Regions from separate parts of the Mus musculus genome. Here regions 1, 3, 4 and 5 are each linked to region 2. A link is a contact called in public Micro-C and promoter capture Hi-C data. All regions are on one chromosome and are shown on one strand. Each heading gives the region's core, a stretch centred on a gene start, on an enhancer-like site or on the middle of the called end of the contact. The rest is flanking DNA. Distances are from core to core; before and after follow the strand shown. Region 1 holds the start of Ptpn5 (protein tyrosine phosphatase, non-receptor type 5). Region 2 holds the start of Kcnc1 (potassium voltage gated channel, Shaw-related subfamily, member 1). Region 3 holds the start of Uevld (UEV and lactate/malate dehyrogenase domains). Region 4 holds the start of Tsg101 (tumor susceptibility gene 101). Region 5 holds the start of Spty2d1 (SPT2 chromatin protein domain containing 1).

Region 1 (5,682 bases), core at 2,347-4,846, 740 kb after region 2:
CGGAGGATGAATGGATGAACTGGCTTTTGACTGTATCAGGTGCTTGGCCAGCAAAGCCTTGCATCAGGAGTCATCATGGCTCCTGTCAGCCACTCCTATTCGTTCAGAGTCTCCTTCCCCCTCCTGGCGGATTCTTTTTGTGAATGGTAGCATCAGCCATTCAAACCACAAAGCCATGCCATCCCTTTCTCCTCTTTCCCTGAAGCGCCCAAATCAAGTCACCTGCAGGTTTCCGTGACAAGAGACCTCTTGCTGATGCCAGATCTCTTTTCTATCCATTCTTCTAACCACCCCCAGTCCAGGCCCTTGTTATCTATCCATAGGCTACTGCCATCTTTTCCTACTTGCGCTCCCTGACAACAGGCTGCCCCATCTAGCTTGTTCTCCTTGTAGCAGGTCTGATTATATCTCTCCTTCACTCGACAATGAATCCAATTCCTTGGCTTGGCACCCAGTGCCCCAGCACCACCACCACCAAAACCTTGTCATGAGTTAGTTTTAACTCTTGGCTTCAGTGGGGATGGATCACTTTTCAGTTTCTGACCATGTTCCAAGTCCTTGAATCTGTCTGCTCCCTGCTCAGGCTGTTTCTACCTCTTGGAAGCATCCCAACTGTCTTCTAATATACAAATCACTTAGACCTATCTCGGGTACCAGTGAACTTCAAGAAACCACCTTGATTCTCAAGAAGAAGAAATCTGCCCTTCTAAACTTTTTTAGTAGGTTATCTGCCTTGTTTGTTCTGCAGGTTTCCGTGACAAGAGACCTCTTGCTGATGCCAGATCTCTTTTCTATCCATTCTTCAAACCACCCCCAGTCCAGGCCCTTGTTATCTATCCATAGGCTACTGCCATCTTTTCCTACTTGCGCTCCCTGACAACAGGCTGTCCCATCTAGCTTGGAGTCTTTGTATTTTTGTCCTAACTTCCCCACCTGCTTAATGGAGTGGTTGAAGCTCTCGGCATCACTGTTGTACCGTGCAGAGGAAATACAGGTGACCAAGGGTAAGAAAAGCCTTGACACTGTGTAAAGATGCATCACCTAATCATTCAATCTAAATAACTGCAAACTAACTGGAAAGCAAAAGTCCACCAGGGTGTTGACATGGATGTCTCACAGGGGATAGAGGCATAGGTCAGCAGGAGAGGGCTGGCTCTAGGGAGGATCACTGAGAGGACTTAAAATCCCACGTCCTCAAAGGATCTGAAGAGGGGAACAAGTGGAGGGCATCTCTGCAAAGCAAAGGCACGAATGTTGTAAGCATCAATCCATTCCTGAGTCCTCCCTCTGTCCTGGGAACTGTGCTCAGTAACCTACATGCATTATCTCTTTAAGTCAGTCAACATTCCCTCACAAAGTGAAAGAAGAGGAAACCAGGCCCAGAGTAGTCATATAAATAAATGCTCTTCCCCTCCCCCGACCCCCCCCCCCCCGCCCCCCGGCTAACCCCAATGAATAGTGCAGACCTGAAATCCTGGACATGAGAGAATTTTCCTTAAGGAGAAAGTGTGCTGCAGAGAGGTTACAAGAAACCTCTGAACTACACAGTGGCGAGGAGGAGGAGGAGGAGGAGGAGCTGGACCTAGGACCAAGGTGTCCCTCTCTCAGGGTGGGGGCTTTGGCATATCCCACACCTAAGTGCCACAGTTCTTTATGAGGTCAGTGTAAATGGTGCCTCTTAGGAGGAGGAGGGTACCATCTACTTAGACTAACGATGCCAGTGGTGGTTCCTGGAGCTGTTATGAGGCCACCTCTGCCCTGCTCCATGTTAGGCTGCTTACCTAACTCAAGAAGAAAGCCCTTGAGACAGCCTCATGCCCCTAGATACTGAACTTGATCTTAACTTGGACCCTATCTCATCTGAACTCTCCAAGGTGACCAACTTCATCTTTTCTCCATCAAGTTGTGGTTGAACTCTCTAGCCAGCCTCTCTTGGCACCTTCTGTCACCAGACAGCCCACTCTGCATGGGGACACCTAGCTGCCCTTGAGGGAGCCTGGTGCAGCTGTAACTCAAGCTTCCTTGTCAGCTTTCTCAGCAATACCAAGAGGCCAGCCTTCGTAAACAGCAAGAAAAAGAGCCATCAGTGGGGACCTGGGGGACTCCATAAAGGAAGGATGATTAGACCTCTACAAAGACATGGTTGGATGAGCAAAAGTGGGTGCTCATGGAGGACGGCAGAGTGCCTGACTGGGAAGGCGTGTGGTCATCCCAAAGTTAAGTGAAGAGATGAAGCATGGAATGCCACATCACCTGGTCCAACTGGGGACCCTCAGGCTTAGCAACTCCTGGAAGGGCTAGAGCCACGCCAGGAATCGAATTTCTGCTTCATTCTCCAAATTACCTTCCAAACCATGGATGCTTGCAAAACAGAGCCCCCCTAGAGGCGAAATGAGGCAAATTAAAGCACCCACTCCCATTTTTTTTTTTTAAACCAGCAAGGATGACAGGAAATGAATGGCATCTTCAGCTTCAGTTGGGGGAAGGGCCAGCACTGTCAAGACTCACCTGGCGTACTCACGTGAATTTCTGGGCTCTGGGGTTTCCTGGGGATTAGGTCTGATTGTGTAGGGGGAGAAAATGGGTATAAAAACCAAGCGCCCCAGATTCCGATGCATGCTGTGCTACTAACTCGCTAGTGACCTTGGCCTTACCACCTCACTGGCCTCAGTTTCCCTGTCTGGAGAATGAAGCTATCAAATGAGTTTTTTTTTTTCCCGGCCCCAAGATGCTACTTCACTCTCTAATTGATCCTTGATGAGGATTCTGACCCAAGCTTTGTAGGAGCCTGGGCCTCCTCCAGGAAAAAAAAAAAAAAGCAATATGTCGGGGGGAGGGGAAATGCACCGGGAATCTATTTTGGAACCCAGTGGCGGATGGCTAAAGGGTCTCGGGGAAGGCACAATTTGGCAACCAGCTGGCTAGCTACCATTTCCATCACCCCTCTCTGGGGGTTCAGAGGCGCTGCAGCTGAGAGCTGCACACCAGCCTGGGCCGCAGAAGCTCAGACCTGGTCCACTATCTGAATCCCTCCTTGGAACCACGCAAGAGCACGGGGAGTGGCGGCCGCTCCTTCCGTGGTCCCCAACCACAAGCCCCCTCCCCTGCATTGGGGACCCCACTTCCAGTCTTTGGGGCTCCCTACGGGGGGCGTGGCGGGGGCGGACTCGGGCTCCTGGGTTCGGTGGATTGGAGGAGATGTCAATTTCGCTGCCGCCCCAGAGGGGACCCCGTACCAATGCCTCCCGGCTTCTCACACAAAGGCGCCGCACTTACCGGCCAGAGCGGGCTCCAGGCGCCGGCGGACAAGCAGGCTGGCGGGAGGATGTGAGCGCGCGAGTGTGCGTGTCTGCGTGTGTCCCTGTCTGTGTGTGACAGGGGCCGTGCGGAGCTCGGTGCGTCTGCGTGTGCGGGGGCGTCCGTCTGTCGGTCTGTCCGCGGAGCCCTCAGTCCCGCTCTCCTTGCGTGCTCCCTGCCCAATCGCCCCACCAAATGCGCCTGAACTGCAGAGTCGCGGGTGCAGCTGCCGGGTCTGCTGGGCACCCCCAGCCCGGGCTCCGCCCCGCCCCCGGACGGGCTTGCGCCGCTCCCCGGGAATTGCGCAGGGCTCGCCCGCTTGGCGGGGTGGGGGTGGGGAGCTCCAGCATCGCCTAGGGCTCTAGAGGGGCGGACCACAGACCCTTAACATGGGATCCCATCTCCAGTGCCCCCTCACCCGCCACAACTCTGTACGGAGTCCCCACAGGCGCCGCCCCCATGCCAAGGTTGCCTGGACTGAGAGGGCGGGGGAGTGGGAGCGCCGCATCCATTTCATTCATGATTTTCTTCTCTCCGGAGCCCCGGGTCGGGGCTGCGCGACTACGGCAACCGCCAGAGGGACCCCACTAGGGCTGTACACATTTTATCTGGAGCAGGACGGACAGACAGATGGATGAGGGTAGAGGCAAGCTAGACAAAGGGGTCAGAACTGGGTTGGGAGTGTTGGTGCACAGGGGGATGCTGTAGCTGGCACCTGTACCCGCGGAGCACTGCATACCCGGGAGCTCAGGACCTGTTCCAGGACTCGGAGGAGGCGCCTTACTTCCCACTCCTTCTTTTTCTGTCTCTGTAGAGCAAGAGCGGGTGGACACCTCTCTCTCCATCGGGGTTAGCTCTCCTGACTTATGCAGCGGGACAGGCACCCATCCGCTTTGCTTTCATGTGGGCGCCAGGGTTCCAAGGGCTGCCCAGTTGTGGCATTTTTTCCAATCTTACCTTCTCCGGGGCTTGTTCCTGACATTTCACCCCACTGCAGGCTCTGTGGGGGCAGAGTGGATCGCACACGCAGCAGTTTTACATGGCGAAAATGAGAAGCAGGACGCGGCTACTAAAAAGAATGGTTCCAGCCACTGCTCTCCTCTGTAGCTTAAATTTCCGCAGTAGCCTCTTTACTAGTCTTCCGTCCCTGGCCACCTGCAGCTGTTTCTTTACAGAGTACTCCGAGCGATCCTTTTGAAAAGCGCACCAGGAAAAAAAGGAAGAAAGAAAGAAATGCGCACCAGGTTGCATCTATCCTTTGTCAGAACTCCCACAGCCGATGGCCATTGCATTCACCAAAGCGCCCGTTATAGCCTGGGAGGGTCTTCATGAGCAGGCGTCCTTTAATGCTCTAACTTCACTTCCTGCCCTTCACTCCTTCCTCCCAATCTGTGGCCATAACCAAGATGGCAGCCTCTCAGGCCCCAGGACCTTCACATTGTTAATCTCTCCGCTCCAGAAAGCCATATGGCTTCCCTTTCTCCCGTTACCTCTTTAATGTGCTACTTCCATGAGGTCTTTGGTGATTCTCCTAGTTAGGATTGCAGGCCTGCTCCTCGTGTTTTCCTATGGTAGTTAAAACCTTCGTTTTTGTGTACCCAGAGGTGCTCCGGTTTCTTATGCTGCCTTGCAGTTTTCCCCTGTCACCAAACTGCTGTTCTCCCATCTCTAGGCCATTGACCTCACTGTGCTTTAGCCTGGAATGCATCCTCCCACAAACCCCCATTCTTTGTGCAATTCTCAACACCAAGTGTCACCTTCTCCTTGGAACCTCCCTGGCCACCCTCAGATCATCCTCTATGCGGTGGTCTGAGAGAAATATCAGTCCTTTATCCCACAGCCTATAGCGGTTCTCCATTTCATCCAAGGGACAGCTAAAGCTGTGTTTCCAGAGACACTCGCCTTCCCCACCTAGATGCACTCTAGACTTCCAGACAGTGACTTTGCTCTCCTTGATTCTCAGCACAGAAGGATTCATCAGCGTCTGAAGGCCCTAAGCTGGGTCTTTTCTTTTGCCTAGGAAAGGCACAGAGGCAAGCTAGGTCTCCTGCTTACCCTCTAGGAATTTCCTTTCCAGGCAGTGGGGAGGAAGGTGTCAGTGTGACAACCAGGGCGTACTCCCTGGCTGCCCAGGAGTGCTTGTGGACCTGCTGCCCCTCCCTGAGCCTGTCAGCGCCATGTCACGCTGCAGTGTCAGGCTGAGCTTCCTCAGGTGTCATTAAAGTGACTACCAGCTACTGAGTGCCTACTATGTATGGGGCAGTGCTTCGAATATCCCCACTGTATTGCTTTATTTAATCTTTGTGACTACTTTGGTGAGTGGTGGACATTTTTGACATGCCAAATAGTCTGGAGGGACCAGGTAGAATAAGTAACTTTGTTAAT
Region 2 (5,890 bases), core at 3,201-5,700:
CTTTCTCTATTTCCTTGATTTCCTTGCTGACCCCACTCAGGGTTCAAGCAGTAAGTTGACCTCATCATCCCCGCTCAAAATCTCATCCTTAGAGGCAGCAAGAAGGGGAAGGGGATCCTTTCCCTCCCAAAGGCTAAGCTCAAGGAGGCCTGATCGCCTGTCCCCCAACCATGCTGGTGTTCTCTGGCTGTGGACCAGCAGGAATCTAGGAGAGAGAGAAGGAACTGGAGCTGGTCTAAAAGATGGGATGGGGTTAATCCTGAGAGAAGGGGGAAGCAGGGATAAACATAGAATACTAACTCATTAAAAACACAGAAGGCAGCAGTGGTCTCACATAGATGTGGAAGCACAGCCTGGAGAAGGGAGGTGACTGCTGTATGCAGCCAGTGAGCTGCAAAACAATGTTTGCAACCAAACCTGCCTAGGAATTTTTACGCCTCTAGGGACAGCTTGTGAAGACTGTCGACCATAGTGTCCAACCTGTGGCCCATGGGTAACAGGATAGATGTGAATGAGACACAACACAAACATCCTAAATTCACTTAAAATGTTCTAGGATTTGTGTGTGTGTGTGTGTGTGTGTGTGTGTGTGTGTGTGTGTGTGTACTGCATGGCTCTGGAGTAGGGATGTCACACAAAATAAAATCATGTATACTCCAGTAACCCGCAGCCTGTGATTAGACACAATATTACATGTGTAGCCCAATATAGATAATGCTTCATCTTATGTGATTGAGAGAAACCAAGACAGATTGATGGACATTCATGTTACATGTTTTTGATGGCCATGGCTAGGAACGTAGCTTCTAATGGCATCTAGTGAATAGAAAGAACCTGTTATCCTGCCTATTATAAGAGCACAGCATCACAGGTTCTCTGGTGCAGTGTCTTCAGTATAGAAGTTGAAAGGCCCTGGTCTTATCTCTCTCACACACACACATACACTCACGCATGCACGCGCGCGCGCGCGGACACACACACACACACACACACACACACACACACACACGCAGGGTTCTTCACCTTAGCTCTTTTCTGCTTTTCTCTGGAGCCTCTGTCTCACTGTAAGAAGCAGCAGCTGCAGGCAGCTCAGCCCAACACCATAGTCACCATCCAAGCTATAAACCAGTAGTCAAGGTCATCAATTACCCACAGTGTCACTTCTAGCCCCTGGGTTTGCTCCCTGTTGCCCACTAGAGGGAGTTCTGACTCGGGAAGAGGACACCTGCCAGCTCCAGGACCCATCATCCCAGCAGGTAGCCAGAAGCTGTTCAGCTGGCCAGTGTAGGTTAGATTCCAGGCCCCGCCACAAGATGGCAGTCCAACCCACCAGGAACACAGAAGCTTCTGACCCTGGGAGAGCAACAGAAACCCTGTGCCAACCTGGACAAAAGCCTGAGGGGCTGGACTTGGGCCAGTTCCTGATCCCAGCAGGTGTGCAAGTGCCAGGTGTGACAACATAGGCACAGCTTGCCTTCAGGTACCCCTCACATTTTTCTACTTCCCATCCAGCCCAGTTCTTCCTTTGAGCGGAGCTATTCCCACACGGGGTGGGGGGTCAGGGGTAGTGTCTTTCCACATCCCAGCACTTCTACTTCTTCAGCTTGAACCAGAAACATCCCAGAGAGCATAGGAGTTAAGGATGCAGAGACAAGAGCTAATCCCATCTAGTGATAAGTCTCTGAAGCACGGGGGAGTTGAGTAGCTTTCTTGAGGTCACAGTTAGTCAGAGATGGGACACTAGAGACTAGAACCCAGGCAGTCTATTCTAGTTCTTGCTCAGAACCCTGAGACATGACGGATCATCCTCAACCAGCCACAGCTACCACAGATAATTTTGTGGGGGGGGGGGGGACGGGGACTGTAAGCCTTCCCTTGTGAAGGGGCAGGCAGCTATACTGTGGATGGCTGAAAGGCAGGAAGGGGTGAGGTTTTAGCATTTCTGCGGAAGAGGCTGGGCTTGATCAGCAATCCCCACCCCCGCCCCCTTGCAACCTCGATTCTCTGTTCCTTGTTTTATTTTTTTCCCCCTGTGCTTTCATCTTGGTTTTTCTGGGCTTTCTGTGAATGTCAGCCTTCTCTTGGTGTGAAGGGGAGGTGAGAGAAGGGACGGTTTATGCCCTGCTTGGGGTACAGAAGAGGGAGCGCTCCTTGAAGCCTAGGACCAGGGGGTGTCATCAGAGATCAAAGTGGGACTCTGAAAGTGGGGCACTTCGGGGAGGGTTCCCCCATCTGAGCCCAGCCTGCTTAGCTCTCGGACTGTGCTGTGACCCCTTTCCCATGCTCTCTCCCTCCAGCCCTGGCACAGCCATGTTTTTCTGGCACATCCTCCAGAGTTAGAGTCTTCGGTACCCAACTTTCTCCACCGGAAGATTTTTCTCTGTCCCTCCAAGACCTGATCTTTTCTCCGTCTGCTTTCTCCCATGCCCAGGTCCCACCATAGTGCCCACTGCTCCTCACCATGGAGTAGAGTCTGACTGGAGCTTAGTGCCTACCTCTCAGAGGTTCTTGGTAAGTCCTCACTCAAGACTCAGTCTCAGTTAAAGAGTCTAGACATCTGGAGCCTCTAAAGCCAGGACTCTAGGGTCCCAGCCGGTTTCCTTTTGCGAATCACTTCGACTTCAGTGAGGGGCTTCCCTGTCTAGGGCTCTGTGGAAAGAAGCTCTGGAGGCACACGCAGTCCTTTGATAAAGAGAGCTGAACTAGAGAGACATTTGGAGAGCCAAGCTCTGCTCCTATGTGGCTTTGCAGACAGGGAAGAGGGGGCAGCCTGAGCCCCTGTGGCTGGCTCCTCAGGTTTCCTGAGGAAGAGTCTAGGGAAGCCCCTTTGTCGGTCTGCCTCTTGACCGTTCACAGCTGAGATTGTACATGTCCTTGTCTCTGCATGCCTCTTTTTAAAAAAAATCTCACTTCCGGGGTCTCTATTAATCTTAGGATTGGGCTGAGCATCCTGAAAGCCACTGTCCTAGGGATCTGAATCAGGGCCAGGCTGGAGGTGCATCACTCTGGACCAGGAGATGGGACAGACTCTGGCCAGAGAGAGAAGGGCACTGAAAGCCATCTATCCTGCCTCACTCTGAGACCAAAGGGAATGGCTGTCTGGAGGAACGCTGTGATTAGTTTCTGGAGGGAAGAGGTCTCCTCAGACTTTTCTCCTCTTTGTCTGTCCATCTCTGCCCCTTTCTGATAACTCTGCCTCTCTGCCTCCCGCCTCTCACCCCCTCTCTACCTCCCCGCACTTTCCCCCTGTGACATGAAGATCTGTTTTAATTAGTGCTGTGATTCCCACGATCAGGTGGGGAGATAGGTCACAGGTTTGTCCCTAGGCTCGCAACAGTGCCTGGGGGTCAGTATAGACAGACAGCTATCTGCACTGTTAGCCAACAGGTAAGAGTCTCTCGCTTCTTAATTAAATCCCCTGTGCCGGGGCAGCCTGTTCGATTGTAGTGGACAGGAATCAATAAGCATCTTTCATAGCCCAGTGGCCTCTGGAGCTGGGCCTGACCTTCCAGTCCCTCTCAATCCCACCTGCTCACTTCTTTAAAAAGCTGGGAGTCCCTGGAGGTTGAGAGCTGGGTCTGACTTGTCCCGTGTGATTTTTGTACTTGGTAGAGAATCTGGAGCAAGTACGGAATGAGAGCTAATGACTGTTGATTAAATAAACCTAGGGGTGAGTGGCAAGCGTGGGCCAGAAGGACTTTGAAGTTAGAAATACGATCTCTGTCCCCAGCATTAACTTCCAGTATGTAGGGACCACAGCCCTGGACATGCATGGCTCACCACCCAGAGTGCCTGAAGGGGAGCGAGGCCGCCAGTATTCAAGGGGCTGAGCAGTCTTTGTGCATGTTTTCATAAGGTAGTTCAGTTTTCTGGGTAAACTGAGGTCTGTCTGTCATGGTTGTGACTAAGCCACCCTAGAATCAGGAAGGGTTCAAGGCCTGAAAGGGGCCAAAGGGATCAAGAGGGGCTCGGGATTGATCATTAATGGTGAGTTAGGACAGAGGGATGGTGAAAAAGGTATTATTTTACAGTCCCTGTAAGAAGTTATCTCTGAAAGAATCATTGGGCCTTCAGGCTTCCCCGGGAAGGGTCGGTATTAAAAGATTCCTTAAGAGGTCAGTCTCGTCCTGGTCAAGGAATGGCTTGTCTGCTCAGGGTATCAGATGGCTCCTGGGTTAGAAGAGGAGCTGGCCGCCGCCCTTCTCACCTCGGTGTGACGGGGGCGCGGGCCCAGACGTCGCTGGGAGCCTCCGCCCAACAAGTGGAGCTCCCCTAGGGCGGAGCGTCGGCGGGTCCCCACCGAGCAAGAGGCAACGAAGGGCGGGCGCCCCCAGCGCCAGGGTTGAGGGAGGCGGGGTTCGGTGCCGGCCTCGGAGGGGGGCGCAGAATCAGGGCTTTTTAGGACCCAGCGCGGCGCCTCCCTCCGGGGGCGAGTGCGGCTGCGCGCGCCGTGTGCCCGTGTCCGGAGAGCCGCGGGCTGGACGCGGACCGCGCGAACGAGCAAGCGAGCAGGCAGCGGAGCAGCAGCCCGGAGGCAGCAGCGGCGCGGCGGCGGCGGTGGCGGCGGTGGCCGCTCCGCGCCTCGCCTCCCTGGCCTCGCCAGTCTCGCTGCGCCGCGCCCGGACCTGCCACCCCCGCCTACCGGGCCCGACCTCGGCAGCGCCCCTCGCCTCGGCTGCCAGCGCCACCCGCCCTCCTAGAGCAGAGAGCGGAGTGCGGGGCGCAGAGACACCGGAGCCAGTGCCCGCCGGCCCCGCCAAGCAAACCCGGCCGGGAGAACCTTCGCTCGGCCCAGCGCAGCTCCGCAGCCGTCCGGGAGCTGTCCCTTCAGCACCGCCGCGGAAGCCTGAGTCCCAACGCAGCCCAGCGGAACCCCTGACCCAGCCCGAGCGCACAAGGTGCTGCGCTCAGCGGCCGCCCCGCGGGGCAGCACCCTGGTGCCCCTACCCAGGGGACCCGCCATCCCCTCCGGGAGGCGGGGAGAAGGAACGAGGAGGGAGGTCAGGCAGCTTCACCCGCCACCGAGGGGAGTAGGCAGATAGGCAAGGAGAGCCGAAGGGGACCGGTCACGCAGGGAGGAGAGCAAGCCGCATCCGTCCCCACCGCACCGGGAGCGCGCTGCAGCGACCACCGCAGAGCCAAGCGCGGATTTCTCGTAACCCCCTCTTTCCCAGCTGGGGCTGGTCTATCGGTCCGGCCCCCGAAACGGAGCAGCTGACCTTCCCCTAAAAAGCTTTGTGTCGGTTTCTCCATTTTCCCGCTGAGATGATACCGGGAGCCCGGCCCCCCCATCCTCTCTCCCCTCCTCCCGGGCCTCGCCGCTGAGCGCCGCCCCACTCCCTTCCTCCCTCCCTCTTTACCTCCCTCCTCTCTTCCACTGCCTCCTCCGCAGCCAGGCCAGCTCCCTCTCACACTAGGCGCCTTAAAGACCCTAGGGAGCCCGTGCACACACCCCTGGACCCGCACCTGCCTGACAGCTCCCCCTGAGGGAGCTTGGCTCGTTGGTTGGGGTGGGTGGCCAGAGCCGCGGTCCTCTGTGCCCCCCGACGGCTGGGGGGAGGGGGGAAGAGGCCCTGCGCCCCCCTCCCCGTCGCCAACTCCCCCTGGCGGCAGCTCCCATGGGTGTCGCTGGGCCGCGCCATGCCTAAGGGGGCGCCGCGATGGGCCAAGGGGACGAGAGCGAGCGCATCGTGATCAACGTGGGCGGCACGCGCCACCAGACGTACCGCTCGACGCTGCGCACGCTGCCCGGCACGCGGCTTGCCTGGCTGGCAGAGCCGGACGCCCACAGCCACTTCGACTATGACCCGCGTGCCGACGAGTTCTTCTTCGACCGCCACCCGGGCGTCTTCGCTCACATCCTGAACTATTACCGCACCGGCAAGCTTCA
Region 3 (6,047 bases), core at 222-2,721, 560 kb after region 2:
TGGAGATGTATCTAAACGATAAAGCAGTTGCTTAGGATATCCAGAAGGCCTGGTTTTGGTCTGCAGCACACACATACCTCACCATTAAACACCAATTGATATGGACACTCGTGAGACTTAGAACAGCCACAATAACCTTGGAAATGAACAAAAAAGTTTGGCGAAATCGCAGCATAATCAAGATACAAACCATAATCAAAATGAGACAACAGTAAGTGCTGGCGAGGACGTGGGGAACTCAGAACTCCCCCGTACCTATCTGCACTGCTGTGGACTGGAACACAGTCTCAGCTTCACAGGGCAGCTGTACTGATGAATGCCTTTGATCCCAAGCCCTTGCTAGGCAGAGGCAGGAGAATCTTGGTGAGTTTGAGGCCAGCCTGGTCTAGATTTTTTTTTTGTATTTTGTCTCATTATGTAGCCCTGGCTGTCCAGAACTTTACTATGTAGAGCAGGCTGGCCTCAACTCACAGAGAGCTACCTGTTTCTGCCTCCTGAGTGCCTGGATTAAAGCCGTGTGCCACCACACCAGGCTTCTTTTTCTCTTTTTTCTTTTTGCAAATGAGAAGTCTTACAACCAACTCAATCAACCTACACCTGTAACTGTAAGCTAAACCATCAGAATCAACTACATACACGATTTCAACTTTAGGAGCTCTTAAAACTCTTACAAGTGTAAAAACTGTCCCGACAAAGAGACACCCCCTACGTCCAAGAATATCAGCACAGAATCATGTTTCAGGGCTCTTCCAGGGCAATCTGAACGGCCAGGATCACTAAACAAGGTAACCTCTGAACTAGACAGCCCTAGTATGCTCGAGGGCGGGAGTCAGGAATGCTGAGCATACAGCCTGGGGGTGGGGTGGGTAGAGACTTGAGGGTGGAAGAAACCTCCATCCACCTTTCCACAGTAAAGCCCTGTCCAGGCCTGCACTCGCGTCTGCGGGGTTCTCGTTGTGAGTACCTACAATGTGACCACAGTGCTAGATGAGAGGACTACAGAGACAAGAGTACAGTGTACAGTCACAAACGCTCCAGGAGGAAGCACGGCGGAGAATGGCTTCCACAAGGTGATAACCCGGATTTCTCAAAGCAGGTAGAGACACTAGCAGGGAGTGACTCATTCAAGGGGGGCGAGGCACCGCCTGCCTGTGACCCCAGCACCGGGAGGCTGAAGCAGGAGGATTGCCGCGACTTCCAGGCCAGCCTGGGAAAGAGTATGTATGGGTGTGTCAAAACGACAAAACAATCTTGGAAAAAAGGACATGGGGTGGGGGGAATGGGCTGGGGCGACGCGCAGTGACGAGAATGCTAGGTCCCGTCCGCCCCCCGACCTGCCTGCACCTTGCCTAGCAGCCGTCTCACGCCCTCACAGTCGAACTCCATGGTCAGCAGGGGCGCGTTCTTCGGCCGCAGTCACTGGGCTTGTTTCAAAACACGCTGGGAACGGAGGCCGCACGGGCCCAAACTTCCGCAGAGGACGGTCCCCGCCTTCTGCAGTAGGCGGAGCTCGGGTAGGATGCATCCAGACGCCGCGCCCCGTCAGTCAGGTATCGACTAGACCCGGAGACCAGATCTCAGAGCCCCGCCCCGTCCCACCCCGCCCTTTCCAGTCCGAGGACTCCCGCGGGTTCTGCATCTACCTTTACCCTAAACTAGAGACTGACAGCCGCCCAGGGCTCCGGGGACTGGAGCGCCCTGCGAGGTGGAAAAATACCGCCCGCTTGCTGGGGGTGGGTGGGGTGGGGGTGGGAATTTAGCTAGGAAGAACCAAAGAACGAACAGATGCAAGCGACATGCGAGTTTCCTGGGAGACTAGAATTCAGCACAAAATTGGGGGGTGGGGGAGAATTATCAAAGTCAAAAAGTGTAGCCGAATTTTAATGTTCAAAATCAAGGTTTTGCCGGGTGATGGTGACGCACGATTTTAAATCCCAGCATTCAGGAGACAGGGTCAGGCTGGTCTCTGCCAACCTGGTCTACAAAGTGAGTTCCAGGACAGCCAGGGCTACACAGAGTGAGAACCACCTATAACTCCAGTTGAATAGCTTCTCACACCCTCTTCTGGGCGCTGCGTGTTCGTGGTGAGCTACTTCTGCACTGTACTTGCAGGCAAAACACCCGTACACATAAAGTAAAAACAAATTTCAAAAATAATATTGTCACGACTAACCAAAAACCAACTGCACAGAAATAAGACTCTTTTTCCTGACAAGTGTCACTAACAAGATTATTAAAATGGCTAGTAAGCTATGCTTAGAATCAAAACACATCAGTCTTGACCTACACATAGCAAAATGGCTTTTATTCTTTTGATCCATGTCTATATGGTCTTCATAAATCACCTTATAATATTACTTACCTTAGAAGAATTCTATGAAGAAATAAGTATACCACCACATTGAAAAAGCAATCTTATAGCTCATTCTCCTTAAGCCACATAATATTTTAAGTGTGCCTTGTATTTCTGCTTAATGAACTATCTTTTTCATTCTAATATCTCCTCAAAGTCTTTGTGCAGTAGCAGTCAAGATCCCTGCTGCAGCTGAGGTGAGACCCCCTGAGTTGAGGTTCCTCCAGCTTTATAGCTAGCAAAATCCATCTTTGTCTCTGGCATAGAACACTCACAATAACTTGTTAGAAGTGCAGACTCCTGGGGCTAGAGAGATGGCTCAGTAGTTATGCCAACTGTAACCCTGGCTCCAGGGGTATAGGGCATCTCTGGGCTTCCAGGGCACCTGCACTCATGTGCACGCGCGCGCGCGCGCACACACACACACACACACACATACACACACACACACATACACATGCATGTGCACACACATGAACACACATAGACACACATTTAATTGCAAAATGTTAAATGCAGGCAGGTAGACAGATGGTTTAGCTGTTAAGGGCAGTTGCTGTTCTTGAACAGGAACAAGGTTCAATTCCCACATAGCAGCTCAAGGCTATGTATAACTCTAATTTTAGGGGATCTGATGCCCTTGTGCCCTCCCTCTCCTACCCTTTTCTGACACCAGGCACTCTTTTTTTTTTTTTTAAAGATTTATTTATTTATTGTATGTGAGTACACTGTTGCTATCTTCAGACACACCAGAAGAAGGCATCAGATCCCATTACTGATGGTTGTGAGCCACCATGTAGTTGCTGGGAATTGAACTCAGGACCTCTGGAAGAGCAGTCAGTGCTCTTAACGGCTGAGCCATCTCTCCAGTCCCCAACACTAGGCACTCTTATGGTGCACATACAGGCAGCTCACACACATAAAATAAAGATGAGTAAATAAACAAGAGAATTTTGAAGAACTTATTTGTTGATATGAAATTGTATCTATTTGTTGGTATAGTTGATATTTTGAAATATTTATACGTTGTGGAGTGGCTAAATTGAAACAATTAGTATGAAAGATATAGACTTAGGCAAACAGAAACTCTAGGGCTAGTCTGAGAAATGTTTTGGATGCTGGGGATGGAAATCAGGTCCCCAGCTCTGTGGCAGACCTGTACTGCCAGCTGCCAGGCAGGGTGTTTCAGCTGCCTTCAAGACAATCCCGAAGGAGTGAGGTCAGGACACTGTACTATGGGGCTTTCTCCTAGGACTCTGGTTTATGAAGACCTTCCTGCCAGAGGCTGGAACATAGCTGTACTTAAGAAACTAGGCTTTGGGCTGGAGAGAGAGATGGCTCGGCAGTTAAGAGCACAGACTGCTCTTCCAGAAGTCCTGAGTTCAATTCCCAGCAACTACATGGTGGCTCCTAACCACCTGTAATGGGATCCAGTGCCCTCTTCTGGTGTGTCTGAAGACAGCTGCAGTGTACTAACATACATAAAATAATATTTAACAAAAAGAAAGGAAGAAACTAGGTCTCCTGCTCCTTACAGGGAGGGACAGCAGTACAGCTCAGGGAGACGGTGTCTGAAGTGTTTGAGGATTTGGACACCTGGAGGAAGCTCTAAGGAAGAAAGGGCTCACTCTGGACTAGTGCTATCAGAAGCAGACACGTTTCAGTGACTAACTTCCCTGTGAAGGTTGTATGTAAGATGGGTACACTTGGAAAAAGGAAGGCTATAACCAGCAATGACTGACAAAGCAGCCGGGGCAGCTGGTCTTAGCCAACAGGAACCTGTTTGGTATTTCCTTGTTCTTGGTTCAGTTGTGTCTCACTTTTCCATGGGCTCAGCGACCTTATCTGTTGTTAGTATTTTGTGGGATGGCTTCTATCCAACAGAGGAATGAACTGACCTAGCTCTGAGGCTCAGGGCAAATTCTATCAGTACTGAGCTTAGCTCTATGATAAGCAACTTGTGTGTGTGTTTGAGACCACACTGACCCAGCATACCTCTGTCCATCCTGAATGAAGCTGTTGCATTTGGCGAACCATGTTACCTCTGCATCCGTCAAGGGGGAAATCCTGAAGATCTCGTCTGGTCCTGTGGATGTGGGCCAAAATGTCTGAGCAGTCATGCAGAGGCCCCTTGAGGTCCAGGTCAGCCAGCAGGGTAGCTGAGCTTGGGGCAGCAGGGGCCAGAAAGGTTATCCTGGGGGCATTTAAGAGGAGAGACTGGTAATGTGTCATTTTGGCATTGGTGATGGACAGGCTTTGCCCCAGTGACAGTTTGTTAGCATCTTTGACCAGGAGGGCCATTTGTGATGATTTGCAAACAGTTGTTCCTGGGTCTCATTTCTGTGACAGGTAGGCCACTGGCTTGTGCCAGGGCCAGAGTCTGAGTCAATACCCCTTTCGGATCCCAGATCTCTCGTTCATGAAGAGATGGAAGGGCTTAGTCACTTCAGGCAACCCCAAAGCTTGTGTAGAAATTTCTTTCTGGTTTCAGAGAGCCACTTCTGACCTTCTCTTAATATATTTCCCCCTGGATCTAGGGAGGTCACCTGTGGTTGGCATAGTAGGGCCTTCTTAGTGGAGGATGGATGGTCCAAATATCCCTGGGCCTCCAAGAGGTCTGGGACTCCTCTAGGCATTTTTTGTTCCTGTTGCTACCATGAAGTCATTTATAAGCTGTTGAAGAGACTTTATCTTCAGGTTTTAGCAAGATAGAGTGTTGAGCTCTGTTAATTATAAGGAAGCTGGTGGGTTCCCCTCTAGTTTTAGGGTTACCCTGGGCATCTTTTTCTTTTTCAAGTGGGGGCATTTTTTATTTTTAGGGTGGCCCCCCTTACCTCTTTTTCTAGAAGTCATTTGTTTCAGACATCTCTTACACAGGGAGGCCACTAGCTGGCACCAAGGCCTGAGTAAGCAGGTTGGTTTCTGAAGTCATTTGTTTCAGTACTCTGGTTTGGCCATGGCTGCCAACAGGATCTTTGCCAGGTCCTGGAGTCTCTTGCAGTCAGTACTCTTAACTGCTGAGCCATCTCTCCAGCCCCACACTTAATCTTTTATTAAACATTTTTCCTCCTGGCATTATCATTAAGTCTCTCAGATTCTTTCTCTTAACCTCTCAACTCTCTGGATGTTTGTTTGTTTGCTTGTTTTTAATATCTGATTCTCCCTGGTTGATAAAAGCTAGAGCTACTGCAGCTTTCACTTTGGAATGTCTCTATGACACTCTCTAAGAAAGCTGCAGAACTTTCTGTCTCTAATATCTTATTTATCTTTGGCCAAATTGGTGGGCTGTCTTACAGCCCCTTTGAGACCTGCCAACAGAGACTGGAGGTAAGACTTAGAGTCCCTCTTTACCTTTAGTGGTGTTGAAGTCCCAATCTGGGTGGGTTTAAGGGAAAGCCAGCCTCAATAGATGCCTGGTTGCTAGTGAGTTCCCCTGGTTCCTGCTCTCTCTCTCTCTCTCTCTCTCTCTCTCTCTCTCCTGCAAAAGCTACTGGCAGTCATCCCAAGTGGGCTGATGGGTAAAGAGGACTGTTTCCAGTAGATTAATTACTGAAAAGGGGGAATTCTGAGTTCTTCAGTTATAAGGTCACTAGTGGCAAAGGGCCAAAAGTGATGGGTGGGGTTGGTTTCCTTGATCACCAACTGGCCCTGCTGTTTGCAAAGGTAGGACAGCGGACTCAGGCTCAGAAGGCAG
Region 4 (5,437 bases), core at 1,458-3,957, 520 kb after region 2:
AGTAGAGCATCTAGGGTACCCCTGTTTCAACTCGGCTGGGTGCTATGGATCATGCCTTTAGTCTCACCAGAGGCAGAGTAAGGTGGCTCTCTCTTAGAAGTCAGCCTGGTCTAGGTAGGGGGACTCTCAAAGAAAAAAAAAAGGGGGGGTGCAGGGGAGAGCTAAAGAGATGGCTTGGTGGTCAAGGGCACATACTGCTCTTGCTTGTTAGATAGTTCACAAATAGCTATAACTCTAGATCCAGAAGGATCTAGTGCCCTGGCCTCTGTGTGTACCTGACTTATGTGCACACACCCATACAGAGGGATCTAGTGCCCTGGCCTGTGTGTGTATGGGACTCATGTGCACATATCCCTACATTTCTCTTTGTTTTTATGGAGGTGTGTTTTTGGTGACAGAATCTCACTGTGTAGCCTTGGCCAGCCTGGACCTCAATATGCAGACCTGGCCGGCCTGAAAACTCACAGAGATCCGTTATTAAAGATGTGTGCCACTATATCTGGCTCCATACACATAACTGAAAAAACAAAAACTTAATTGTTTCTTAGCACAATCCAATCAAATTCCAAAATCCTTACACTGGCCTACAAGGCCCTTCAAAATCTCTCACATCACTAAAGCTCAATGTCAAACAGCACTACTTCCTGTAGCTCAGTCAGTCTCGCTACCAGCCTTTTGCTGGTGAACTTCTGCTTCAAGCCTCTGCGCTTGTTTTTCCTTCTTCCTAGAACTGTCCTTACCCCAGACTGTTCCAGAGCTCATTTCCTTCTATGCTCAGGTTTCTGGTCAAATAGACTTCTCACAAAGCCCTCCCCTTACCATGCAAAAGAAAGCCACAGCCTCAGCACTGTCACTGCCACCACCATCTCTTCTCGCTTTACTTTCCAAAGCTGTTGTCAACTTCCCAATGCTATTGCCATGACTTTGATAGTGGCTTCCACGTAATCAAGCTCAGAAGTACAGGTTTTAGTCTGGTTGATCCCACTGTCAGATCCCTACAATTTATGGAACAATAGCAGCTTGTGTTTTGGAGACAGGGTCTCACTATGAAGACCAAGCTGGCCTCAAACTCAAGAGATATACCTCCCTTTGCCTCCCAACCCATAAACATGTATGGCACCAGTTCAAACTCAATAACAACTTTTATTATGACCACTTTCTCCTCCCCAGTTAGTAGTGACTCATCTTCTATTGTAAAACATTGTATGTAAAAAACAGGTTACTGGTATGAACAAAGTAGAGAGTTATTTGCATAAAGAACGATAGACTAACTGTAGAAATATACTTAATTGGTAAAAATCACAACCAAAAATGGTGCTAAAAAAGTCTGCTTAGGATGGGAGATAAGATGATGTTCAAAGGAGAAAAATGATCTGAAGCGAGGTTAAAACACCAAAACTGTCTGTCTCTCTCTCTGGGTGAGCCAGAATGTCTTGATAAGGACAGAGATCCCCAATCAGATGAAGTTAATGGGCTACATCTTCTAAAAGCTTAATTGAGGCTTTGAAAAACAAATGATTTGAAGGTAAAACAGTACTATATCGACCTTTACCGGGACCTCGTACATTCCCCCAGACCCCTGTGTCATTACAGATAACTACAGGGAAAAAAAAAAAAAAAAAAAGGAAGCCTAAAAGATTAAATGGTTAGACAACCAAGAGACAAGAGGTTTGGTCTTCAAGGACTCAGGGAAATGACTTTACTAAAAAAGATCTAGTTTTACAAAGAATAAAAAAAGAAGAAAAAAAGAAAAGAAAAATTTTATGTTTTGAAATGCGGTCTCACTGTGTATCCCTGGCTGGTCTGGAACTCACAATCTGTCCTGATCTGTCGTCAACTGCCTACAGAGCGCTGGAATTAAAGGCCTGTGCCACCACGCCCAGCGTATTCGTGTTTCCTTGTAAACTAGAAACTTCTTAACCCCACGATCTCTATTATTGCTCTGATAAGAGCATCAAAGTCAACTTCAATGACTAAAGGAGTTAGGGCTCAACTACGTTACATAAATTTCATTCCAATTAAATTTGGTAAATTACAAAAAGCAAGGCATTCTGGAGTCCGATGCGCAGTATTAAGTACTAAGTAGCTAATGTGCAAAATATCCAAAAGGCCTTTTAAAAAGTGAGAGGAAAAAAAAAAAACCCACAACCAGTCAAGCAGTAAGAATTTTTAAGTTCAACTCAAAGTAAACAAGCAAACAACTGCGTTAATCACAGTTAATGCAAACAATGGAATGCAACTGCAGAGTTCTCTGGAGCGGGGAAGGGCTGCCAAGCTCGATTTTCTGGCTGCTCTACTTCAGCGAACCAATTGCACCAAGAGTTCCCGAGCTCCGGTGGGATGTGCCGGGTTGGGCCGGGGAGAGGCGCGCGGGGACTGGTTCTGAGCAGGGCCGGGCTCCGGCCGGCGGGGACCGTCAGCAGCGCCGGGCAGACAGCAGCGGCCGCGCCAGGCACGACCCCGCTTTTGTTTATGGAGGCGAAGGCGGGAAGGGCCGCTCCGCAGAGGGAAGGCGGCCTAGCCCAGCCCGCGGGGCCGCCCCGTAGGGCGCGGGCTCACCTTGGACATCATCTTCTTCAGCTGACTCTCGGACACCGCCATGGCGCGCTCCTCCGTCCCCACAGGCAGAGGGTAGGCGCCACGGGGCCGCCCCAGGCCGCCAGACAATCGCCGCCGCCGCCGCCCCGCCCCTGCGAAGCAGGAAGCCGGCACGTTGTGCTTCCGCTTCCCGCGCGTCACTTCCGGGGCCGCTGGTCTGCGGTGCGAAGTCGGGCGAGAGATCAGGTCCGGTCCACGGGTGCCCGTGGTGCGGTTGTTTGCAAGCCTTTCGCGGTCCCGAAGTCCCGGCCCTCTCGCGAGCCTTGCCACCCGCTGCGGCTCGGAAGGTCCTGGGCTCGCGTCGCTCACAGAACTAGCTCGTGGACACTCTAGACACTTTTAGGTGACTGCGCCCGAGGCACCTCTGATTATCACATCCGTTTTTGTTACTGCAGTTTAAACGCTCGAAAGCCCTTCATGTCAAGTTCGCAAGGGCAAAGGAGATTTTTTTTCCCCCGTTAGGAAGCTATGCGGTAATTTTCTCCTCTGGATACTTTCCCCTAACAATTCCAGTGTGCCCACATAAAGATTAGACAGGCCGCAGTCTGCCTTGCTTGAGGGCAGGCTTCTTTTCAGATTATAAAGAATTTACCCCTTCAAACTTCTGAGTTTGAAGCCTCTCCAGTGTTAATCCCAAAAAGGCAAGGAGCAAGATCATGGACCCAAATCATCATAGCCAAATTAATTAAAGCAAGCAATTAATTAAAACCTTTTAATTTGTGTACAGGAAGTCAGCTTTGGACATAGGCTAGAAAATTGGTCTTATAGCTCAGGGGTAGGGAGTTTCCAAATGGGTGATTTGGCAGGTACATAGGCGGGTTACAGGAACAGAACAAAATGGCCATAACACATCTTGTGAAACAAAGACGTGGTTGCAAGGGGGTCTTAACAAGGTACTCATGACAAAGTGACCATGACAGGTGGTTATAAGGACAGGTGGTCATAATAACCTTTTGAAACAAAGGCATTGGGTGCCGTATAGAAACATTTGAAGATAAGGTTACAGGTGGGGCATAGCCCAAACCCTTGAGAAACAGATTTAATCATAAACAGGAACGATGCTGATGGCTTTCAAGCCTAAAAATGGAGACAGGCTGGCCTCATCACCAGCCCAATTTTCAGATCTTAATTGCCTTGTAGAATACAAGAGGTGATACTCAATCTCAATTGAGTTTCTATTTCCAATAAATGCTTGTTAGAGGGGCTGAAGGGATAGCTCAGCAGTAAAGAGTACTTGTTGCCCTTGCAGAGGGTTAGGGTTAGGTTCTCAGTTACAGGGACTCCTGATAGCCTCCATGGGCACCAGGAATGCAGATGGTACACACACATCCAGTGCAGGCAAAACACTCATGCTGGTAAAATAATCTTTAAAATAAAAAGCGACATATTAACCATCAATTCTTATTACTTTTTATTTTTTAAAAAAGATTTATTTATTATTATGTCTAAGTACACTGTAGCTGTCTTCAGACACTCCAGAAGAGGGCGTCAGATCTCATTACAGATGGTTGTGAGCCACCATGTGGTTGCTGGGATTTGAACTCAGGACCTTCGGAAGAGCAGTCGGAGCTTTTCCCCGCTGAGCCATCTCACCAGCCCTCTTAATACATTTTATAAATACAATCATCTAAAGTATAAAGCCTAGTATAGACAGCAGTGAAAGAGAATACATCTGGGTGATCTTAGTATATAATCAATTCCTTTCTAAATCCAAGGTCACGGACGGCCTAAGGGAAAGTGCGTGGCAGGTGTCAGCATACTCTATCTTAAAAGGGAACATCAGCCTTGAGTAACTTTAGCTCCAGTCAAACTCCAGTCTAGCCTACTACCCACTGTTTCAGTTTAAAATCACGTCTTGGCCCTGGGGAGAGGGCTTAAGGGGTTAAAAGCACTTGTTCTACAAGTCTGAAGGCCAGACTTCAGGTTTCACAGGGTATTCCCACCCATGACTGTAGCAACATCTATACTACCAGCTTCAAGAGGGGTGAAGAAGGATGGCTGGGGCTTGCTGACTTCCGGCCTCACAAAGAGGTAAGCCCCAGGCTCAGGAGGAGACTGTTGTGGGGTCCTCTTAAATTCAACTTAACTCAAATGCTAGGTCAGTGCAGATGACAAAAATTTACTTTTTTGTCAGGGCAGCAGAGCATACTTGGGAGTGGACACTGAAGAGATGTTGAACAGCTTATTTAAAGGATGAAACCATAAAGCAAGGGGGAGTGGGGTGGGCTATAGCATTGTCCAATCATATTTTGACACAATGGGTTGAGCAAGGGAGTTTCCGTCAATTAGGATCAAAGTTGGTCCCTGGGCCTGGGAACATGAACTTAGTTTGACCCTGTCCGAAAGATGGAGAAGTTGTCCTTGAGATGTCTGGACTTAGACAACTGTTTCCTTACAACAAAAGCTGTTCAGCTGTTGAGAAATCTTTAGCTTCCCTGGGGCCTGGGACCTGGAATTTAGTTTCTATGGTTAAATGGAGTGTGAAAATGCGATGGTAGTCCGTACAGTAAATTTCTCTGGCTTGTTGCCAACAGGATGAGTGATGGAGGGCACTGAATGCCTTATGTCTCCCTCTTTTTTTTTCTGGTTTTTTGAGACAGGGTTTCTCTGTATAGTCTTGGCTGTCCTGGAACTCATTTTGTAGACCAGGCTGGCCTCGAACTCAGAAATCCACCTGCCTCTGCCTCCCAAGTGCTGGGATTAAAGGCGTGCACCACCACTGCCCGGCTCCCACGATGTCTTTAAACATAACTGAGAAGCACTCATTTTAAACTTTTCTTAAAGCTACAGCTTACTGAGAAGTCCCTTTAACTAGAGCATCTCTACACATGTAGTTAAA
Region 5 (5,377 bases), core at 83-2,582, 610 kb after region 2:
TGCAACATACAAAATTAGGAAATGCAGAATCCAAGTGAGATCGCAAATTCCAACTGATTGACTCTAGAAGGTTCTTTTAAGTTGGACACTTCACAGATTAAATCTCGGGTATCACATTGCGATATATCGGTTTACAGCTGTTCTGTGGGTACCTTCTGGTGATCCAGAAATGAGTAGTTTATGCAAAACAGCTATAACCCCAGAAAGCAGATGTGGGACCACTTCAGTATTTACCTCTGAAAATACTATCAAACTCACACATTTACTGAGCAAACGGAACCTAAAAATCTGGAAGCCCACTAGGAAATGAAAGCTGAAAAAGGCTTTGCCCAATCCGTTCGCACAGGGAACCGATAGATCCAAGGGACATACGGCAAATAAAAGGTCTACCAGCACACCCGCAGCCCACATGATCACCTCACAGTTGGCTATGGATTTCCTGCAAAGCCCTGAACTCTTTCCAACAGAAGATACCTCCTTGGCAGGTGATACCATCTTTGGTTCAGTGGGTGGGGCCACGAACCGGAGAACGCTTTCAAGAAATCACAAAACGTTCACCTGGAAATCCGTATTCGACCCGCTAAAAGACCCAAAGGCTATCAGGACAAGTCCTTAAAGTTCTTAAAAGTCCCCGAGTTTCCTGACTATACTGGTCCTCAATTTAGGGGCTGAAGTTTATTCGACGCCAGGCGCTACTAATGCTACACAGTATTCAGTCAGGCGCGGCTTATCCCCCCCGACTTTGCGCAACTCTTAAAAACACCGAAAGCCGCAAAGCCTACTTTTCAGGGCACAGGAGCTGGCGAAAGCGACCCCAAGAAAGCGCTCCCTTTTCCATCCCCAGCTCCCGTGTACCCACACCTCCGCTAAAACTCCAGAAGAGGGCGTGCGTAGTTCAGGCTTTCCCGAGGCCGACAGACGCTCCCCGAGAAGTTCCACCCACCACACACGAACTTGACGCCCGGGTTTCCTACAGCAACCCCGGGGACTCACCGGTACGTGGTTGACACCTTGTCCTTTGGAAGCGATCAAGAGGATTTCCCTGAAGTCCATGTCTGGCCGAAGAGAAAAGCCCGGCTGGGCCGGGGACTCGGGACGCGGTGGATGCGAGTCTTGCCTCTCGCTGAGCCTAAGCGCTACTGACTGGCTTGCCTTGGTGGCCCTTCTCTCGCCGCCCCTCGACACCGACACTTCCGGCGCCTTCTAATGCCGTGTACCGCCCCCGCGCTGCCGCCGAATACGAAGTATGTGTGTGTATGTATACACACATACACACACACACTCACACACACACGCTCAGCGCCTCCGCAGCGCTCGCAAGTATTTGCGCAACTTCCGCTTTCGGAGATAAGACACGGAAAACGGGTACGTGGCCGTTGGCGTTGGCTCAAATGGGTGGGACTGAGGCTTTTACTAGCCAATCAGACGCAAAATGGCAGTTTAGGGGTGTGGCTAAAGGGGGCGGGGAGAGCGGTCAGCCCGAGGATCTTCGCGGCGAGAGAGGGTTTCAGTGTGAGATCCGGGGAGGGTGGGGTGGGAGGGGGGGGGGTGGAGAAGAAGAGAGACCCGACCCCCTTCTAGAGCTGGGCTCTGTAGGTGTCACGCGTGGATGTACAGATTCCAAATGACGGTATTCCAACAGCTGGTGCGACAGGTCTGGAGCAAGGGATCTCGGTTTCGTTTCGCTGGAGCCCCGAAGCTACGCATGCGCACAAGAATCCTGTCCCTGGGACGCCAGTTATCTCCTGGAGGCACCTGATGTTCTTTTAAAAACCTAGGGAAAGAGCGAAGACCTTCGTCACATGCCAAGCAGAACTTGACTCTGACGCACTGCAGAATATAGTGCATTCATTGGGAGTCTAGCCTGACTTTCTTTTGCGTTATCTTGAATTTGGTCATTTCGACTCAATAAAGTAGACGTGAATAACTAGGTATACCTGAGTCTGGGGGTGGGAATGGGCTACGGACCGGTTTGGTGTGATGGAAATACCCCTAAACTGGACTGTGGGGGTGGCTGCATTATTTACTATTTTTTGTACAGCTGAAAGGGTGAGTGTATACAATAGACCTTATTCTGTGATGATGTGAGCGCCTGTATTGGAATGGCTCCACTTCAGGCTGAGTAAAAGACCAAGATGAAGCCTGCCTTCCCCCTAGAATTTTAAATTTCCTTTCCTTTCCTTTCCTTTCCTTTCCTTTCCTTTCCTTTCCTTTCCTTTCCTTTCCTTTCCTAGACAAGGTTTGTCTGTGTAGCTCTGGCTGTACTGAAATTACTCTGTTGACTAGGCTAGCCTCACACTCACAGAGTTCCACCCGCCTCTGCTTCCCAAGTGCAAGGATTAAAGGCATGCACCATCACTGGCTGGCAGTGTAGAAATTTTTCTCTTCCTCAGCCTCAGATATCTTAAGAACCCGCCCCTAACTCAACATAATATTCCTTTTATAGATACTTTTTTTGTACTTATAGATGCTTTTTAATACATACGTATATACATTTTTGTGTGTGAGTGTTTTTGCCTGTATATTAGTAAGGGCTCCATAGAATACCAGAACTTAGTTGTGCACTACTAAACAGGGCATGTCTCTTCCATGTTAAATTAGCTCATCTGAGCTGCTGTAAATGTGTACCCATGAAACTGTCAGTAACTATATAGTAGTAATGAGCATGCGTATATGTGTGTGTGCGTGTGTGTGTGTGTGTGTGTGTGTGTGTGCGCGCGCACACGCATGCGTGTGTGTCAGAGAGAGAGAGAGAGAGAGAGAGAGAGAGAGAACATGCACAGTAGCTAATGTTAAATTACTGCCGCTGCTTGTGGTAATTCAGTCAGGAGTAAGGGAATGGCAGAACCCCTATCTGTATTAGTCAGGGTTCTTTAGAGTCACAGAACTTATGAAATGTCTCTATAGTGAGGGAATTTATTGTGATTATTTACAGTTTGTAGTCCAACGATGGCCAACTATGAATGGGAAGTCCAAGAATCTAGTACTTAGTCCCACAAGGCTAGTCGTCTTGGCTGGTCTTCTGTGGAAGTTCCAACAGATCTCCTAGCAAGTAAGTTAAGGCAAAAAAAAAAGTGATTCTTCCTTCTTCCAGTGTCCTTATATAGGCTCCAGCATAAGGTGTGGCCTTGCATAAGGTGTGGTCCAACGTAAGGTGTGGCCCAGATTAAAGGTGTGTGTGTACCACCAAGCCTGGATCTGGGACTTGCTTTGCCCCAGGCTGACCTTGAACTCAGAAATTTCCTTGCCAAGATCCAGGTCAGAAACTTGTGTCTTCCAGCTTCAAGATCTGGATCACAGGTGAGCCCTCCAATTCTGGATTGTAGTTCATTCCAGATATAGTCAAGTTGACAACCGTTACACTACCTTTACAAGGAGAAACAATTAATTCAGCAGATTGATCATGAGTAACTATAACACAGAAAGTAGTAACCACTGATTAAGGAAAGTGCAGAGTGGAGCGTTGCTAGAGTTTGCAAATAAATGGCAGTTAAAACCTTTCTTATGCTTCTGAAATTGGATTTAGTTGGGTCTCCTATACTTCAGCTGGCAAAATTAGAATTTAATAGAGTTGCAGTTGGAACGTGAGTACAGATTGAATCAAGGACTTAGCAGGTATATTTACGGTGATAAGAAATAAGATTGTTAGCTGGGCAGTGGTGACTCATGCCTTTAATCCCAGCACTTGGGAGGCAGAGGTAGGCGGATTTCTGAGTTCGAGGCCAGCCTGGTCTACAAAGTGAGTTCCAGGACAGCCAGGGCTATACAGAGAAACCCTGTCTGAAAAAACAAACAAACAAACAAACAAACAAGAAATAAGATTGTTGTGCCAGGGAAATGTTGGTGATCCCCCAAAACACACAAAGAAGCCAATATGATGCAACTCATAGAAGGGTCTTTATTCTGTTCGAGCTAGCTTGGGCCCCCCACCACTGTCACACAGGACAGTTTTGGTAGTTCGGGAGCCCGGAATGTCTATCAGGGCAAGGCTTAATAGTAAGCAGCAAGCAGGGAATACATGTACAAGCATCTAATTGGAAAGCTCCCGTGGCCTTTAACATAATTGGTTGGTGCTGGGAATGCTCCCTTCTGCATTGGTGGTCGTTAGGCAAGGGGTGGGCTTGTAAGCTGGGGTGCAGTTTGTTTGGGGACTAACCTGGAGCTGTTGGTCTTGGGGGTGAGCCTAGAGACTGGAGCTAGGCTCAGGTTTTGTTGGGGAGCAACTTGTAAACTAATGCTATATACAGCCTATTAGCCTACCTGAGTTCAAACTTAGGTCAGGTTCTCTAAAATGAAGTCTGAATTTAAAAGCTTTGGCATCTCAAGATCAGGGGCTGGAGAGATGGCTCAGCAGTTAAGAGCAGCGTTTGCACTTCCAGAGTTCCTGAGTCCAATTCCCAGCAACCACATGTGTACTCACATAAAATAAATCTTTTTTTAAAAAGAAAGATCAGAAATGTGACGAAGGTTGAGAAGGTATTGAGAGCCAGAGTAGGAAGGTAGGAAGCAGCATTTAAAACAGCAGTCAGAGCTTGGATAGTTGCAGTCGCCTTTAATCCCAGCACTTGAAATGTAGAGACAGGTGAATCTCTGAGTTTGAGTCCAGCCTGGACAGCCAGAGTTACAATAGTGAGATTCTGAGCAGGGAGGCAGGAATAAATGAAAGTCCTGATGACATAGTATTTATTCCCTTTAGATTGACACAATTCAAATTCCAAATAAGCAATGCTGATAAAGGTGAGGGAAATATACCATCATGAAAATATTTGAGATCAGTTTGGTAAAATGTCTTGAAGTCTAATGCTGCAGATACGCTTGTGTACGAGACACTTCTAAATAGTCTTTACATATTAAGCAGTTGGGTCAAATGACTGCCTGAGTTCTTCCCAAATATTGTCTGTGTCAGCATTGACTTCATGTGGTTTTCTAGAGTTTATTATTATTATTGTTGTTGTTGTTGTTTGTTTGTTTGTTTTGAGATAGTGTTTCTTGACAGCCTTGGCTGACCTGGAACTTGCTCTGTAGACCAGGCTGGCCTTGAACTCACAGAGATCTGTCTGCCTCTGCCTCCCTGGATTATAAGCCCGACCTTAGTATTTTAATTTTGTGTATGTCGGTAGATATGTGTACATCAGCATAGGAGGGTGTCTGGTCTCTTGGAGCTGGAATTCTCAGCAGTGGTGAGCTGTCTGATGTGTAATCTGAGACCCGAACTTCAGTCCTTGTAACTATTGAACCATTTCTCCCACCCCTACTTTTAATTTAAAAAATTTAAGTAACTACTTAGATGCTGAAGTTATCTTTCTAGATGTATGTTCTGCCAAAACCCGACATGTGTGTATACAAAGTCTCTGGGACAGTTAGGTATTCACGGCAG

The links. Promoter capture Hi-C pulls out the DNA fragments that hold promoters and counts their contacts. A called contact is a pair of places that touch in the nucleus more often than the background predicts.
Region 1: a contact with region 2 is called in a promoter capture Hi-C map of embryonic stem cells, with 3 times the contacts expected there. The contact joins the promoter of Ptpn5 here to the promoter of Kcnc1 in region 2.
Region 3: a contact with region 2 is called in a Micro-C map of embryonic stem cells, with 1.9 times the contacts expected there. The contact joins the promoter of Uevld here to the promoter of Kcnc1 in region 2. A contact is called at or near these places in 2 of 39 promoter capture datasets (cranial neural crest and frontonasal cranial neural crest), 2 of 484 Hi-C or Micro-C datasets (both in embryonic stem cells) and 1 of 115 datasets of contacts at active chromatin or transcription factors (memory CD8 T cells).
Region 4: a contact with region 2 is called in a Micro-C map of embryonic stem cells, with 2.9 times the contacts expected there. The contact joins the promoter of Tsg101 here to the promoter of Kcnc1 in region 2. A contact is called at or near these places in 1 of 39 promoter capture datasets (cranial neural crest), 3 of 484 Hi-C or Micro-C datasets (CD4 T cells, centrocytes and embryonic stem cells), 1 of 115 datasets of contacts at active chromatin or transcription factors (memory CD8 T cells) and 1 of 9 other capture datasets (liver).
Region 5: a contact with region 2 is called in a promoter capture Hi-C map of embryonic stem cells, with 3 times the contacts expected there. The contact joins the promoter of Spty2d1 here to the promoter of Kcnc1 in region 2. A contact is called at or near these places in 2 of 39 promoter capture datasets (embryonic stem cells and stem cell-derived epiblast-like cells), 1 of 15 datasets of contacts at CTCF or cohesin (embryonic stem cells), 5 of 484 Hi-C or Micro-C datasets (CD8 T cells and embryonic stem cells), 1 of 115 datasets of contacts at active chromatin or transcription factors (pro-B cells) and 1 of 9 other capture datasets (liver).

Annotation. Positions count from the first base shown.
Region 1 is chr7:47,129,002-47,134,683 of GRCm38.p6, forward strand. It overlaps Ptpn5 (protein tyrosine phosphatase, non-receptor type 5), which reads right to left and starts at 3,597. Exons shown (of 14, transcript NM_001163565.1): 1 at 3,277-3,597.
Region 2 is chr7:46,392,018-46,397,907 of GRCm38.p6, forward strand. It overlaps Kcnc1 (potassium voltage gated channel, Shaw-related subfamily, member 1), which reads left to right and starts at 4,451. Exons shown (of 4, transcript NM_001112739.2): 1 at 4,451-5,890. The coding sequence starts at 5,661.
Region 3 is chr7:46,957,047-46,963,093 of GRCm38.p6, forward strand. It overlaps Uevld (UEV and lactate/malate dehyrogenase domains), which reads right to left and starts at 1,472. Exons shown (of 12, transcript NM_001040695.1): 1 at 1,345-1,472. The coding sequence starts at 1,386. Gm39012 (a long non-coding RNA gene) reads left to right here and starts at 837. Exons shown (of 2, transcript XR_882075.3): 1 at 837-1,217.
Region 4 is chr7:46,917,262-46,922,698 of GRCm38.p6, forward strand. Tsg101 (tumor susceptibility gene 101) reads right to left here and starts at 2,708. Exons shown (of 10, transcript NM_021884.4): 1 at 2,560-2,708. The coding sequence starts at 2,601.
Region 5 is chr7:47,007,082-47,012,458 of GRCm38.p6, forward strand. Spty2d1 (SPT2 chromatin protein domain containing 1) reads right to left here and starts at 1,333. Exons shown (of 6, transcript NM_175318.4): 1 at 994-1,333. The coding sequence starts at 1,053. Gm32031 (predicted gene, 32031) reads left to right here and starts at 1,473. Exons shown (of 2, transcript NR_166573.1): 1 at 1,473-1,512; 2 at 1,643-1,927.